Regions from separate parts of the Hordeum vulgare genome. Here region 1 is linked to region 2. Evidence: chromatin contacts called from public Hi-C data. All regions are on one chromosome and are shown on one strand. Each heading gives the region's core, a stretch centred on a gene start, on an enhancer-like site or on the middle of the called end of the contact. The rest is flanking DNA. Distances are from core to core; before and after follow the strand shown. Region 1 holds the start of LOC123403739 (pentatricopeptide repeat-containing protein PPR5 homolog, chloroplastic). Region 2 holds the start of LOC123403160 (tRNA (carboxymethyluridine(34)-5-O)-methyltransferase).

Region 1 (3,738 bases), core at 484-2,983, 170 kb after region 2:
AGAGCATCAAGGAAGAACTTCTTATTTGGAACAATACCTTGCTTATTCATCCGCTGGAGCAGCTTCTGGACAAGCATCTTATCGTTCGCCCTGGTGTATGCCCTGTAAAGCAACTTATATGTGGAAGCACTGGGCACTACACCTTTCTCAATCGCAGTATCCAACAGCCGATCTGCTTCCATAGGCAAGCGGTTCATGCAGTAGGCATCAAGCATTGCGTTCAACGAAGATAGGGGAACAGTACTTTGTGAGCTTACAAGCTCATCAAATATCTGCTGGGCCTTTGAGACGCAATCACAATATGCGTACATATTGATGAGACACTCTTGCGTCACATAATTCGGTTTGAATCCCAATTCTTGCATCTTCTCAATTACAGACTCAGCTTTCTCTCTAAGCCTTGCTTTCCCATAGTTTGTAATCATGGAATTAAAAGTCGGGTGGGTAGGCCTCTCCTTGGATCGCAATAAACTCTTGAACACCTGCTCCATCTTGTCGAATGTCTGCTTTCGCCCATACGAATCTATGAGTATGTTGAATGTGATCACATCTGGGCGGCACTGCTTGCTTTTCATCCGCACCAATACAGACTCCATCTCTGTAATCATGCCATTCTTCCCATACCCGTCGATCACTCCATTATATGTGTAGATATCTGGAGAGACTATGCTTTCATCGAGATCCTTGAAAAGGATGTCCACCTGCTTCGTGTCACTAGCCCGAGCACACGCCCTCAAGAGGATGTTGTACGTCACGATATTAGGCTGGCATCTCTCCATGCCCTTCATCTTGTCAAAATAGCCGAGAGCTTTCACCAAAGCCTTACTCTTGTCCCGTGAATGCAGGTGCGCACCGATGAGGGAATTGTATACCGAAGTGTCCGGCTTGCACCCGCTGTTGCGCATCTGGGAGAAGAGCCACATGGCCATCCGTATCTGCCCCTTCCTTCCCATCACAGATATCAGCTTGGAATAGATGCCGTTGTCAGCGACGTACCACCGCTGCTTCTGCATCCACCTGAAAATCTAGCAGAGCACGAAGCATTAGACAGAATGAGCATAATTTTCTACAACAAACATCAGCCTCAGAAATCATGAAATGTTTAGCCCACAAGGATAACTGAAATCATATCTTGAATTTCAGAGCACTCCTAAATCAAGGTACCTTATGTTAAATTAAGCAAGACACTGGATTTAGCTCATATCTAGAATTCCGATTGTTAAATTTTCTTTTTCTCGAATTCTAGTCTGCAGAGATCCTAATTAAGGTGTGATATCGAAGTCAAGTGAAGCAGACCACTGGCTCACCTCGAGGCACTGGACCCAGCCGTCGCGGCGGCCGAGCTCCTCGAAGAGGAGGAAGCAGTGCTCGGTGCGGACCACCTTGACGTGGCGGTCCAGCACGGACACCAGCCGGTCCTTGCCGCCGTCGGTCCTGCGCAGGAAGAACCGCACCAGCTCCGCGGCCTCGGCGGCGGGGTCCGCCTCCCCATCCCCGGCGCCCGCCCGCCGCCGCTTGCCCCTGGCCGGCGCACCCGCGGGCGCGGCCGCCACCGCCACGCGGCGCGGGGAGGCGGCGGCCGGGTGGCGCAGCGGCCACGTGGTCGACGTGCCCGGGAAGGCGAGCATCTGGGCCGCGCGGGGATCAATGGAGGGTGGGCTTCTCGAGTTGCATTGGAGCGCGGGGAATGGCGAGGGCGTGCTCGGAGAATTCGCAGCGCTGGGGGAGGGAGAGGTTCTGGGTTCTGGATAGGGGAAGGAGGGGATTAGGAGGTTTTGGACGGCTGGGATGGTTTGGTTTGGGAGATGGACGGCGGATTTTGCGTGGGATTAAAATGCCAAAAAGATTAAAAAAGGAACCGGATTAGGGATCGGGGGTATTGAACCCGACGTGAATCGAACACGCAACCTTCTGATCTGGAGTCAGACGCGCTACCATTGCGCCACGGATCCGGCGTGCTGATGTTCATTAATTAAGTTTAATATCATGCTAACAACAGTCAGTATTAATTGAGCTACATATTATCCTAATCATGTTAATTAATTAAGTTATATATCTATCTATACCTAATCTTTACCTAATAATAAAGAGGCTATCGTTTCCGTCCGAAAACCCACCGAGGTGATTTTAAAAAAAGCCCTTACTGTTTATGACATTAAACTCGTAGTATATATTAAATGTTTTTAAAATACTCATATCTTTTAAACCGTAACTCCAAATTTAACATATTACATATGAAATTTGATTACAAAAATATGTAGAATTTAAATATGATATTATTTTATCTGTTAAACGTTTAATAAAAATATTATCTAGGGTGCAATCTTAATAAATAAGTCATTATTCATCTTTCTTTCATACCGGTACTCATCAGGGTTGAAGATGAACACGTCAACAAAATCAGGATTAGAGATGAAACTGAAGGTCACTTGACTGATTCTTTCTAAGTATTAAATCTACATGCAAGTCGTGTTAAATAGAAGACCTGTGAAATTTTGAACTGCATTTTTTGTAGGATAAGACCATCTTTATTTGTGTCGTAACTACAAATTCTCAGATTATAGACCATTTTTAATAAATTAAGAGCGTGTGGTATTTCTTTCTTTCATTGCAACGCATGAGCCCTATTGCTATTGCTATTGCTATAATCTATACCTAATAATAAAGAGGCTATTGCTTTCGTCGGAAAACCCATCGCGGTATTTTTATAAAAAAGCCCTTGTAATTTTTGTTATTCAACCCACGATCCATCATTATTTGAATAAATCCAAATAATTATAAAAAGATTAAAAGCGTGTGGTATTTTTTTTCTCCCGTTGCAACGCACGGGCCCTTAGAAAGCCCCTGTAATTTTTGTTATTCAACCCGTGCTCCATAATTTATCTGCAACGCAAAAGGAAAAAACGATTCGCTGCAAAAATTATACCCGTACGCATCGCCTCCTCCCGTCGACCCTGGGCCACCTTGGCCTGTGCCCAGGCCGCCGCCACACCACTCGCCGCCGCGGCCGACCTCAACCGCCACCGCTGTCGACCTCAACCCACCCGTCTCCGCGGTTGTACCTCTCCCCGCTCACTCCCCCCGTTGCGCCGCTCGAGCGCTTTCGCGTCGACCCTGGTCCACCCTGGCCTGTGCCCAGGCCGCTGCCACACCACTCGCCGCCGCAGCCGACCTCAACCACCACTGCTATCGATCTCAACCCACCCGCCTCCGCGGTCGTACCTCTGCCTGCTTGTTGTCACCGTTTCGGCACTCGAGCACAGCTTCTGGATCAAATCAACGCGACAGCTACATCGACTTGGGATGATGCATCTGCTCAATGCAGAACAGCGGCGGCGTGCGAATAAGGCGCGGCGGAGGGAAGTACTTGAAGGTGAAGGCGGGCCTCCATGGCTCACACGGGAAACTCTGAGGTTATGATGCGGCAACGACGACTCCTTATGGCCAGATAGAGGCGCCTAACCCTTGCTCCCTCATCGTATCCCCTCCTCCGACAGGAACTCATCATCTGGTGAGATCCCCTCCCCATGCCTCCAACCGTGTGCCAAGCACCGGCAAGAAATTTTGTTTTGTGAGAATTTGTTTGTTGATGAATGAATGTATTGAATGTAAGATTGCATTGTTGTAGAGAGAGAGAATGGAACACCATCTTCAGTTTGTCATCTGATCCAACATTCTCTACCCCATGAGTAAAATAAGATAACACTCCATTGATCAATTCACGTAGCCTCTTTGTTT
Region 2 (3,903 bases), core at 166-2,665:
TTTAAACACGGTACAAACGCGGACGCTTATACATATACACATACACTCATTTCTATAAATACACGCACGTACACTCTACCCCTATACAATCCAGTAACCAACAAATCGTTTTTTCGCATCCCAGCAGCTGGAACCCTAGCCGCTGCCAGGAGAGGCCGACCTTCCAACGCTGTCCTTCGACGGCTCCCCCTCGTCGGCGACCTCGATTGTCAGTGATGAGGGGGGAGGGGGTCACCGGATCCATGCGCGTGGATCGTTTTTAGTCCTCGCAGTCTAGGTTTTTAGGTTGGTCATCGTCTTAACTTTAGTGGCGACGATGACATCGCTAAATAAAGATTCTTCGTGTCCTTTCCTGACGAGACCAATGGTGCTATGGTTGGGGATGGATTTGAAAACCAGTCTGTTCAAGCACAGATGCGCGTGGCGGTGGCATCATCCTCGTGGTGGACCCGTGTCCTCGGGCTCCGCCGTTGCGACGACGTTTGTCTAGCGTCGGCACGGAGCTTGGGAGATATTCCAGGGGAACAGAACTAGACTGTGGTCTGCATCGATGACATTTGAAAGACGGAACGTGTGTTGGGTTCATGGTTCGTGGATGGCAGCCATGGTTACCTCCTTCGGCGTCTTAGTCATGATGGGGTGTCAGATCTGGAGTTCAATGACGCGTCCGGGGTGTTACCTGGTAACACCCTTGTCTGATTTGTTCAACGACAAGAGCTTCACTTTTGGTGAGCCACCTTGGAGGTCCGCAAAGGTGCATATCAGCGACGGAGCCACGTCAAGCTCGAGTAAGGAGGTGATCTGTCGTTCTTTTCTTTGGGGGCTGTTGTGGTGATGTCAAAGGCAGGTGACGGGCGTTGGTGTCAAGCTCAGATATGATGTTTTGTTATCTTTTCAGTTTGTTATGTCGGTCCTTACGTGACTTGCACTCTGATGTTTATGATATGAATGAGACACATATTATCATGTAAAAAAACTCTATCCCTATGAGTGTCTTCGAGATACTGAGCCAACATAACATTTTGAAATTAAAGAAGTGATCACAAACATCTCGGAATTAACACAAACGTTTTCTTTTACTAAGCACACATCAATAAAAGTCCTACTATTATAAACTTAAAAAATACGAGCACGAATGTCAAGCTTTTGTTTTAAGGAAAGCACCAATGTAAGTGTTCGCTGGTTCAGAGTTTTTTTTTTTTTTGAGGATTCGCTGCTTCAGAGGTGGGTAGTGGAGTTAGTGGTGCTGATGGGCCGCGCACTACACCGGCATAAAGGCCATGCCCGGCAAAAAAGAAAGGCCCAATCCAACAACCCACCGTGGACCTTCCCTCCCCTCGCGCTGCCGAAATCGTCATCCCCGCCGCGCGCCTGCATCCATCCAAGGCCGAACCGCCGCCGGTAGCCGCCCCTGCTCCCACCCTCCCGGAGTCGCCTCCTCGCTCGCCGCGGGCGCCTACGCCCGAGCGGTCATCCCCGCCTCCTTCCTCGCCGTGCCACGCCGGCAGCAGGTATGCCTTCCTCTCACCCCCCCCCCCCCCCCCCCACCTCTTTAGATCTGCTCGCAGAAGAGTATGGCGTCGTGGTTCCGTTCTTCTCTAGATCTGCTCGCCTGAAGTGTGTATGGTTTCTGTGATTCGTTCAGGCGCTCACCAGCTCGAGTAACCAAATTCACGCACTCTTGACAGGAACGCCGCGGCCGCAAGGGTCGTACGGACGGGGGCTCGCCGGGAGACAGGAGGTGTTCGCGGACTCGTCGACGAGCTGCACTCATCATTGTATGATCCAGATACTTTCGAGGATAGCAACAAGAAGCCCTCGCCGAGCCATCTCTGCATCCAATCCGTGTAGCTCGAAACTTCATCGGGCAGAATTCTCTTGTTGGGATCCAGCTTACCTAGGTAATAGTACTGTTAGCCCCAGCTGTACCATGAGGTCGGGTGATGGAAATTCAGATGGCCAGGACACGCCACTCGCCGAGGGGAAGGACCACGGCTGCTCCCCAGGTGTCCAGTCCACACCGGACATCGAGAAGAAGTACGTGCACCGTGTCTACGATGCCATAGCCCCTCACTTCAGCTCGACACGGTTCGCCAAGTGGCCCAAGGTTGCGGGGTTCCTCAACGCGCTGAGGCCAGGGTCCGTCGTGCTGGATGCCGGCTGCGGCAACGGCAAGTATTTGGGCTTCAATCCTGAGTGCTTCTACATAGGCTGCGATATAAGCCCGCCGCTTATAGAGATATGCGCTGGGAGGGGGCACGAGGTGTTGGTCGCCGATGCCGTCAATCTCCCGTACAGGGAAAACGTTGCTGACGCCGCAATTTCAATTGCGGTGTTGCATCATCTGAGTACCGAGGACAGGCGGAGGAAAGCCATACAAGAGTTGATCCGTGTTGTCAAGAGAGGTGGTCTTGTGCTGATCACTGTTTGGGCTGTGGAGCAGGAAGACAGGTCGCTTCTTAACAAGTGGACTCCCTTGTGCGACAAGTATAATGAAGAGTGGGTTGATCCAAGCAGTCCGATGGTGCGTAACAAATCTGCTACTATGCTAGATAGCATTGAAGAGACCGATGAAGACACGGGCGCCGTCAAGCAAATGGATGATCGGCTGAAAAATAGTTTTGATGGTTTGGAGGATAAGACCTTAATTATGGATGAGCATGACAAAACCCAGCAGGAGTACTTTGTTCCTTGGCATCTACCATTTCACCGAGCAGAAATTGGCGGTGCATCTGCTGCTGCTCTACAGAATGGATTGGCAAAGAAAGATGATAAGAAGGGTACTGTGGTCTACAACCGTTATTATCACATTTTTGTCGAAGGAGAACTTCAAAGGTGGAGTTTTCTTAACCTGAACATTCACATGAAAAATGCTTCTTTTCTTTTAGTCCTCTTATTATTCGTGAACCTGCACAAGTGAAGATGTTAAATAATGTCATGTTTTTGGAATCACCATACTAGAGGTATCATACAGTCTTTCTACTTCATAGCGTTAACTTGACAGCTAAGTCACATCATCCTATATTTATTTGTTCAGAGATGTCACACATGATGCAACTTTTACTCTAGATAGTACCATACAGTACACTTGTGCATATCAACATGCTCATTTGGTTAGGCAAACAATTGCGCGACAAATTGGGAAATGTGAGCTATACATGCGATTTGATGGCTATGGCGTTCTTTTGTTGTATCTTTCTTCAGTTTCAGAAAGGGTGACCTCTTTTGTTGTATCTTTCTTGAGTAAAGATTTTCCAGAAAGGGTGACCTATTGCTACCATCTTATGGCTCATTTGGTTCCATACCATTATCATGTTACTGCATTATGAGCCATTAAACAAAGACAGAAAGTAGCATGCCAAAATAAGTGTCGTTGATCTTGTACAAAATTTGTACTGATTTAGTACTAAATCCGCGACACTTAGAGGTATCATAGAGTCTTTCTACTTCATAGCGCTAACTTGACAACTAAGTCACGTCATCCTATTTTTATTTGTTCAGAGATGTCACACATGATCTATCTTTTACTCTAGATAGTACCATACAGTACACTTGTGCATATCAACATGCTCATTTGGTTAGGCAAACAATTGTGCGACAAAATGGGAAATGTGAGCTTTACATGCGATCTGATGGCTATGGCGTTCTTTTTATCTTTCGTGAGTAATGATTTTCCAGAAAGGGTGACCTCTTTGGTTGTATCTTTCTTTAGTAAAGATTTTCCAGAAAGGGTCACCTATTGGTACCACCTTATGGCTCATTTGGTTCCATGCCATTATCATGTTACTGCATTATTAGCCATTAAACAAAGAAAGTGGCATCCATCATCTGCTTTCGTTTTGCTTCAGCTATGGTCTTCTGATTGAGAATAACATCTTGCATTTGTTGTGTCGCCATTTCAGG

The links. A called contact is a pair of places that touch in the nucleus more often than the background predicts.
Region 1: a contact with region 2 is called in a Hi-C map of leaf, with 2.7 times the contacts expected there. The contact joins the promoter of LOC123403739 here to the promoter of LOC123403160 in region 2. A contact is called at or near these places in 3 of 6 Hi-C or Micro-C datasets (leaf and seedling).

Annotation. Positions count from the first base shown.
Region 1 is chr6H:502,109,232-502,112,969 of MorexV3_pseudomolecules_assembly, forward strand. It overlaps LOC123403739 (pentatricopeptide repeat-containing protein PPR5 homolog, chloroplastic), which reads right to left and starts at 1,734. Exons shown (of 2, transcript XM_045097653.1): 1 at 1,308-1,734; 2 at 1-1,017. The coding sequence starts at 1,492. TRNAW-CCA (a tRNA gene) reads right to left here and starts at 1,952; the gene lies at 1,881-1,952.
Region 2 is chr6H:501,942,868-501,946,770 of MorexV3_pseudomolecules_assembly, forward strand. It overlaps LOC123403160 (tRNA (carboxymethyluridine(34)-5-O)-methyltransferase), which reads left to right and starts at 1,416. Exons shown (of 3, transcript XM_045097120.1): 1 at 1,416-1,511; 2 at 1,689-2,835; 3 at 3,903. The coding sequence starts at 1,781.